Regions from separate parts of the Rattus norvegicus genome. Here region 2 is linked to region 1. The links are chromatin contacts, called in public Hi-C maps. All regions are on one chromosome and are shown on one strand. The core of a region is the stretch at or near the end of the contact, and the rest is flanking DNA. Distances in the headings are between cores, read along the strand shown. Region 1 overlaps LOC120093247 (60S ribosomal protein L29-like). Region 2 overlaps Dock4 (dedicator of cytokinesis 4).

Region 1 (4,413 bases), core at 756-3,255:
CCCCTTTGCCTCCAGGAGGGTGCACTTCCCCCCTCCCCGCCAGACCTCTCCCTTCCCTGGGCCTTCAAGTCTCTCAGAGGGTAAAGTGCATCTTCTCCCATTGAGGCCAGACCAGGATAGGGTCCAGTCTGTATATGCTTCTGGTTGGTGGCTCTGTCTCTGGGAGCTAACTCCTGGGGTCTGGGATCACTAAGGCTGCTGTGCTGGTCTTCCTACAGGGTCGCTCTCCCTTTCATCTTCCTCAATCCTTCCTCTAATTCAACCATAGAGGTTCCCAGAAGGTGAGGTCCAATGACCAGCCCAACTTGGGATCCATCTCAGGGCGGGAGCGGGGAGGCACCAACTCCTGACTCTAAAATGCTATGGGGTGCGTACAGATGAGAGCCTGGCATGGCTGTCCTCTGAGAGGCTCTGCCAGCAGCTGACTGAGACAGGAACAGATATTTAGTTAAGTGCTCTTAATTCTGCCAGGCACGACTGCTGGGCCACAGCCGGTTCTGGAACGGCCTGGTTCTAAATATCTTGCTCCTTCAAGTGGAAGTCTCTGTGACTGAACATTTACTTCATTTCAGCTGCTGCAGACAGTCTTAACATCTGGTAGCAGGTAACGGCCTCTCCTGAAGAAATATTAGAACTTGGTCATCCTGTCTTTTCTTGAGAAGCCCCAAGGAATAAGACTGTATACAAGCAATATGCATTCCAGGTTGAAGCGTGCACGAACTCATCCACATAAAAAATAAATAAAAGAAAATTCATTTCCTTGTGTTTTCAAATCAGAAGTTATTACTGGAAAGATCTATTAGACTCATATAGAAGTCCTTTCCTAAATTACCTGGTTTATTTTTTGTTTTGTTTCGTTTTATTTTGTTTTTGAGAAAAACTAGCATCCTATTTTTTATGAGCTCATGTGTTAACTGAGATGGGGAACGTTAATATGGGGACAACAGAAATGTAATTATTGAGGTTCTAAGTAGGAAGGAACCTTGGGGACCCCCTAGTGGCAAATTGTCATTTAACACTTGAAAGTGTGGACTGGAGGTGTAGCTCAGGGCTTCAGTACACGCCTAGCACACACAAGGCTCTAGGTACATGCCTAGCACAACAAACAAAACAAAAACTAAAAAACAAAATCAAACAGAGGCAGAAGACTTCATCCAGATCATGGTTATGGTAGAACCAGAACCCCAGGCCTCCTGCTCAGCTGATTTCCCACTCTGTTGCTACCTCAAGATTACTACACTAGTAACCCTCTTTCCAGTGTTCCAGGTACCACACCCATGTCCCCATGCATGCTATGCCATGCAAGGGCCCCACCACCCAAGCAGCTCGTTTTCAACCCTGGGAGGACATGTGCCACACTCCTACAGCCGGGCCTATAGTCTGTGGGCTTGAAGTCCCATCAGAACAGCAAGTACACTTCTGACGAACGTTAGACAGAGCAGAGACTTAGCCACTGACATCAGGGGTTCTCTGAGGTCTAATCCTATGCTTGTCCTCTGCCTACGAGAGGACCTTTCCTCTCTCCTTCCTACCTACCTTTGGTACATGTTTATTTACAACATCAGGTTCCTCGGTGAATGTTATTGCATGCTTCACATGCTTTATGGAAACTTATTTTTGAGATTTATATAATAAATCACTGACACAGAGGTTTATTAAGGTTTTAGGGAATTGTTTCTATAGGATCTTGAAATAAATGTGTTCCTCAAAATTATCAGCTTACATTATTTGAAATAGTCCCATATTTTTGCCGAGCATCTAAGGATCTATAATGAAATATATGCACCATTTAGAAAAGTTCTTTTTTTTAAGTAAAGATTATCTGCTGCAATGCCAATGGGGACTCATTTCTGATTTTGAAATATAGTTTCTAGATACATTTTTTTCCAGAGCACACGTTCATATTAGTTATATAACCTGTTTTTGCAGAGACACCTCCACAGCCCTGTTGCAAACATGGTCAAGGCCACAGTTCTTGGACTGGTAAATATTCTCTTGCCCTCTGCTGGAAAAACTGGAAGCTCTCCAAGGACATGCCGACTAGACATCCACGTGGACCTCAAATATATACTCTTTACCCTGATTGTTTCAGCAAATGCCACCTTGACAACGTACATACCAGAAATGGAAATCTCTCTGTAGTGTCCCGCTTCTTATCAAGACATCAATAAGTCAGGAGTTCTGTGTCATTAAGAAAGTTGTCACCCAGTGTGCTGGAGAGTGTTGTTCTGCACTAGTTATTAATTGACTTGCGTTGTGGTCTCTTCAGTCTCACTCACGTTCAGCACCATCAGCTGAATACAAATGAGACCACAGCCAGAAGAACTAGGGTCTCACAGCTCCCAGGGCTTCCGTGTGTGAGAAGATCCCCCTGAACTTGCTCTGCATTGCCAGGCTTCCCTAGCCCATTCACAGGGGTCAAGGCAGAGCACACCCACTTAGGTAAGGCCAGTAAGGCCACCCCTTTCTCTGTGGGGCAAGTTGGAGGACTGAGCTTTACACAGACCCGACTCATCCCTCAGGGCTGGTGGGGATCCCATGTCGGGGATGGAAGCTTGGCTCATAGATACCCTCTCCTCTTGAGTGATACCGGAAGTCTAGTGTCTGGAGGAAGTTCTGCAGCAACTGCTTCTCTTCGATTTCGATTTCTCCATTTAAAGCTCAAGTAAACTTTGCACAGTCGGCCCTCTGGGTCCAGAGGTTCTAGATCCTCAGATTGAGCCAAGTGTGGAAGGAAGGGTTTTGAGAACGACTACATGCATGCTGACATGTGCAGACGTTTTGCTTGTCGGAATACACTATTTACAATGCATTAGGAATTACAGATAAAGTACAGGTGGTTCAAATTAGATGAGAGAACATGTGCAGGTGGTCTATGAATTTTACCACTTGCCACCATTTTACACAAGGGAGTTGAGCATTCAAAAATGGTGATGTTCTCTGAGGTTCTGGAATCAATCCCTATGGATACTTAAGCATGATTATATTATTCTATCTCCTACTTATGCTAATGATACATGTTTTATCTATTTGCTTGCTTGCTTGCTTGCTTATTTATTTATTTATTTATTTTAGTTCTTGCCCCTGGCGTCATTTTGTACTTTTTCCAGAGCTGGGGTCTGTTGGAGAGGTTTCAGGTTATGTGGTTGTAGTTCTGCTTGTATGTTCAGCAGATGCTCTGTTGGTTTACCGGTCTCTTTGTTCTGTCAATAGGACAGGAGAAGAGCGAGGGCAAGTCTGGGGGAGCCAGAGACAATGGATGAGGCAGTGTATTACCCAGTGACACTGAGGTAACGAGGTTTGTGGGACTAAGATTAAAGTAAGACGAGTCACCGTGATGGCGAGCTTTCCTCTGGATGCGTCCAGCTGCTTCCTGCTATAGTTCTGTTAAGTGAGTACAGAAAAAACATGCAAAACAGATACAGAGGAGTCTGATTCCACCGGTGACTCAGAGTAGCCTGTGTGACTGGACAAGGGGTTGCTGTGCATATAGATCTAATTATCACATAAGAGTATTCAGGAACTCTCAAAAGCAGGGTAGTGGACCAGAGATGTGAACTTGTTGTTCAGAGAAGAACAACATAATTTAAAAGGTGGCCCTAACTAAGCACGGTGTTGCACGTCTTTAATCCCAGCACCCTGGAAGCAGTAACAGGCATATGTCGGAGTTCAAGGCTAACCTGGTCTGTAGACCGGGTTCCAGGATAGCCAGGGCTACACAGAGAAACCCTCAGTCCATCCAAAAAAAAAATGACCCTCACATATGTGAAAAGCTATTCAACATTGATTATGTTTGTAGAAACATAAATTAAAAACAAGTATAAAGATTCTTTTTTTTTTTTTTTTTTCGGAGCTGGGGACTGAACCCAGGGCCTTGCACTTCCTAAGCAAGCGCTCTACCACTGAGCTAAATCCCCAACCCCAAGTATAAACATTCTTATAGGCAGAACTCAAACTGTTTGTCGATGCTCTGTGTTGGTAAGACTGTGGACAGTGTGCCACCATCACTGCTGGTGCCTGGGAGGACAACCAGGAACGCAGTAGTGAAACGTTGCATGGGCCTATTGACTCAGTACTTCTGCTGCTGCCCAGCTTTATAGCTCAGCGATCTGAGCTGGAAGGGTTCATCGTGTCTCCTGAGTGCTGGGATTTAAGGCATGTACCATTGTGCTTCGTTGCTTTTCTGTCGATGTGAGAAAACACCATGAGCCGTGCTATTTATAAAAGAAAAAGTGTTTATTTTGATTCATGGATCCAGAAAGAAAAGATTCCACTATGGCAAGAAAGCAGCAGGCACCACGGCAGGCATGAAGTAGAGAGCTGAGAGCTTACATCTTGAACTGTAAACATGAAGCAGACAGAGGGAACTGGACGTGGCATGAACCTTTAAACTAGCAAAGTCTACCTCCAGCA
Region 2 (4,413 bases), core at 1,417-3,916, 240 kb before region 1:
CTCACAAGATTATTTTAGTTACTACTGTAATGTTGCTACTGTTGTGAATCGTAATGTAAATAGCTGATATGCAGGATATCTGATATGCAACCCCCCAAGGGACCGAGACCCACAGATTGAGAATCACTAGACTAGAGGTTTAAGACAATGACTAGAGAACTTTAGTTGTTTTCAGAAGGTCTGTAATAAAGCACTGTAAAAGCTGTCAGCAAGATGCTTTACTTACGTCTTTGGGCCTTCAGCCTTGAAGGAACATGAGGTGGATTCAGTATCCTGAGTGTGTTCGTTAACATTTTGGTTTTAGTTTTTTGTTTTTGTTTGTTTGTTTGTTTGTTTGTTTGTTTTGCTGTGGTCAAAGCAATCTAAGGAAGAAAGAGTTTATTTTGGCTTGTGGTTCTAGAGGGAAAGTCCAGAGTAATAAAGAAGAGAGGGGATAGAAGCAGAACGCTCCGAGAGCACAGCTCACCAGGAAGCAGAGAGAGAACAGGAATAGGATGAGGCTACAAGCTCTCAAGGCCTGCCCCCAGCGACCTACTTCCTCCAGGAAAACTTCATCTCCTGAAGGTCCCATAACCTCTCTCAACAGTCCCAAGGACTGGGCTCTAAGGGTGGAAATACAAGAGTCAAAGGTCAAGCAGGGGTGGCAAGAGTACATCTGGCTTTTAGTTACACTGTGGACTCAATGCTTTCAGTAAAAGCCAATTATAAAAACCACTCCCTTCTGCCTTTCAATCATGGAAGGTGTGCATCTTTCTGAGATAAGCTAATCACTAATGCATTTCTATGCGTTCATATTATTTACCATTCTAAAATTAAACATTTTAGTCATTGAAAATGTATTTAAAATAATAAACCATACCCCAGCGAACTTGTCATTGTTTTAAAGCTGAAATGTTGTATTATAGAAAATTCACCAAATCCTTTATGACTACGAAAGGAACCAGAATCCTGAATGTAGTGTAAACCTTAACATACATATAGACATGTTTACACCTCTACACCACCAGAACATTCAGTGCCCAACACTGTTCTGCATGCTTTTGTGCAACATGCTTTGTTTCCTCAACATTAATGCATTTGATATCTATTTCCACTATTGCACAGTACTCTGCTAGATCAGAATAGTATGGTGTACTACTGCTTGTAGGCTGCATTACTGAGAGGTCAGCAGAGCATGCACATACATGTATCTTCCTGTGGATGTGTGTAATGCTTTTTAATATGTGTACATAAAAAGGGAATGACTAGAACAAAGTTACTGTTAAGAAACAATGTGCCAACATTGGGAGAAATGGCCTAAGTTATCGATACAAAGACTGATTATTTTCAACTTTTTGGCAACTTCAAAATTGGTTAAAATAAAATTTAGAAGGGGGTTAGAAGTGGATAAAAATCTCCCTTTGGAATACACATCATAATTCTCCACAGAATTGCAAAGTTTTGAGTAACTCCCAGGTATAGATGCAACTTCCACAGTACTGGAAATAGCAAAAGGCTGGCTTGGCACTAAGGCCACCAGTCCCCAAATGTCACCACACTGACATGAGACGAAGCTGGTTAGAACACCTGTAGCCAAGCTTGCATATATTTCAAGTACCGTGTCAGTAAAACTGAAGCAATTCTTTGAATGTTTATCAACCACAACAGGATGAAGTTATTTAAACTGGAAAAAAAAATCAATGATTCATTAGCCTCCTAGACTCTCAAGCTATAGTACTTTGCCATCCACATGAGTGACTGTTGAAAGACTCAAACTGAAGCATTTTGAAGGGCATCTGACTAAAGGCTGAGGCACTCTCCTGCTGCCCCCCCACCTCCAGCTATAAAGAAACCTCTTTGAACTCACACATTTTTCCTTTGCCCTTCTAATCCTTATAACCAGCTTGAGGCCCCTGGCCAGGAGAAATATGTGTTTATATGAAGTCCCCAGAAGGCCTAAGAAGAGTGACATGGGCCAAACCCACGCCCAGCCTTGTCCTCTAGGAAGCCTGCCAGGGCTAACCTCATCCGAACTACATCACTCATCGCCTCCTCCCCCTTCAGACTCGAGCATTCCCTCCGCACTCAATCACTTAGCACTTGTGGATGTGTTCACTGGGATCATCTCTAAGTCCCTGTTATGTTTTCTCTTCACACAAAGACTGAGAACTTCTTAGTGTGCTGTGTCAATCCTTCAGCAAGAACAATCGACAGAATGTAACTCAAAGGAGATGAAACAGAAAGGAACATGAGACTTGATTCCTGGTCTTTTCCGTGACCACAGCCTAAGGGTGTACACACTCCTTTCAGAGGCTTTGTAGAGGCTGTTACCGATACATACTGTGTGTGTGCAAGCGTACTTGGTGGCTCTCCCAACAGAGGTAGGTAGACTACTATCAGCTAAGCCCTTCTAAACAAAAGACCGTTAAAGTAACAGTGGTGAGCCGACAGCCAGACAACGAACAGCTTCCGTGGACCTTGTATCTGAAGTGTGCCTTCTCTATCCAGCCTCTTCAGCAGTGGCCCACACTCAGGAACAGTTTGACATTTTAGCACCATATGGCTCAGCGAGGATCCAAAGGCCACACTGAAAACTGCCAGGCCATTTGGCATTTCCCGTACTTGCTCAGGCAGATGGCACTAGGCACCCAGTTCCCAGCTGCAGCCTGGGATAGGTCCAAGAGGACCAGCGTTTCTCCAGTATGCCAGGTCAGCAAGGAGTCAGGGCAATGGCATCAAGGCTGTGTGGTTTGAAACCTTGATGCCAAAACTAATAATCTGGTACTCGCTCACGAGGATTTCTAGCACAGCTGAGAAAATACACAGTGGATTTACAAACAACTGTCTTTCCCTTAGAGGCATCCATCCCTAGTACATTTCTCCACCACAATACCAAGCCCCTATAGCTGCTCCTCTCTGCATAAGACTTGTGGAATTCCCAAGGAAATCTACCAAGCCTGCTAGCTCGGAGCCTGCAGACAAGTATGGACAGGGGGTCTCATCCGAAGTAGTCACACGGATTTCATCATTAGTCCTCTACTTTTCCTTACTAGACTATAAAACACATCTTGGTTGTTAAAACTGGGTTTCTTCCCCTGGGAACATTTCCCTGGGTGAGGAAGCAAAATCTCCACTGTGAAAAGGACTTAGGCCAAGGCTGCTCCAAGGCAGAGACTTGGAGAACTGTCAAGGATCCAGGTACCACAGGGAAGAGATCACAGGCAAGCTTTGCAGAAAGGAAAGATGAATACAGCTGGGAGAAGGGCCTGGGATCAGGAGAGTTCAGGCAGAGGCTGTCACCGCTCAACACATCCCGAGCAGCGTCTGGTGTTTTAACTTTCCATGTCTCATTACTCAGGATGCTAAAACCTCTTAACATATGAACATACACACACTAACACACTTCCCATACTGCACTTAGATTGGTTCAGTACACATAAAACCGAACGACGTGCAAGCATCTGTCATTCTGGGACTGGCCTCAGGGCTTACAACACTATCGTGTTGTACACTCAGAGATATTCCCGGTTTATAGTGCCAGAGCTATCTATTCAGAGAATGAGAAACCCAGACGGGCAGACCATTCCTCTCTTAATGACAGTTAATCTGTATAAAAACCTAACTGGATCATTAAACAGGGCTTTTATATTTCCTTCAGGCTCACCTAAATTCATCATCAACATAGTAAGCCCTGTTCTGCGGACCCCTAAGCAGGAGCAGACTCAAGAGGAGGATTTTTGCATGGAAGTGATATTTTTGTCTGACTTCTCAAGTCCAGGCCACAGCACTCAAGTCACGGAACTCAGCTACTTAGAAGACAAAATAAACAAACTGACTCAGGGCTGGACAGATGACTCAGTACTTAAGAACACCTACTGCTCTTGCAGAGGCCTGAGTTCTCTGAGTTATTAAATAAATAATAGGAGAAGAATACCCCTTAAAAGTTCTAAATACATCAACTCACAAATGATAGATAGTGCAAATATATGTATTTAACAGAGTAGAATTCTTAACCTCAGTGACAAAAGTATAAAGACAGTTGCTTCTTGTTTAATAATGTATATATATATATATATATATATATATATATATATATATATATGGCTGTGTCCCTAATTTAGATACATGGTATTCAAGTTGAAGGTAATTAGAAGTACACACGAATAAGCAGTACATTTTAGTCAGGTTTGAGTTTTGGTTTTGTGGGGACAAAACATCATGTACCCCAAGCTAGCCTCTAAGCTGCCACCACCTCCTAAGTATTGCTATAATAAGCATGCACCACAATGCTGGACATCAAGGCTCCAAGGCAGGTCCGGAGAGAGAGTTTCTCAGTAAAGGTGCTTGCTGCCAAGTCAGGAGACCTGCATTCCATCCCCAGAACACAGACAGTGAGAGAAGAGAACCAACTCGCACAGGTTCTTCTCTGACTGC

The links. Hi-C and Micro-C count contacts between places; a contact is called where the count stands out from the background.
Region 2: a Hi-C map of liver shows a contact between it and region 1, with 8 times the contacts expected there. The contact joins two enhancer-like sites. A contact is called at or near these places in 4 of 12 Hi-C or Micro-C datasets (the A7r5 cell line, kidney, liver and 1 more).

What each region holds. Positions count from the first base shown.
Region 1 is chr6:63,048,878-63,053,290 of GRCr8, reverse strand. The region is part of intron 1 of LOC120093247 (60S ribosomal protein L29-like); the gene reads right to left. Among named protein-coding and RNA genes, the nearest start is that of Ifrd1, 35 kb to the right of the region's middle. Within about 2 kb of position 2,005, at least 1 of the 93 cell types and tissues checked has an H3K27ac peak or open chromatin away from gene starts, as enhancers often do. A contact at or near this core is called in liver, where this site is marked.
Region 2 is chr6:63,288,719-63,293,131 of GRCr8, reverse strand. The region is part of intron 1 of Dock4 (dedicator of cytokinesis 4); the gene reads right to left. Among named protein-coding and RNA genes, the nearest start is that of Dock4, 51 kb to the right of the region's middle. Within about 2 kb of position 2,666, at least 52 of the 93 cell types and tissues checked have an H3K27ac peak or open chromatin away from gene starts, as enhancers often do. A contact at or near this core is called in liver, where this site is marked.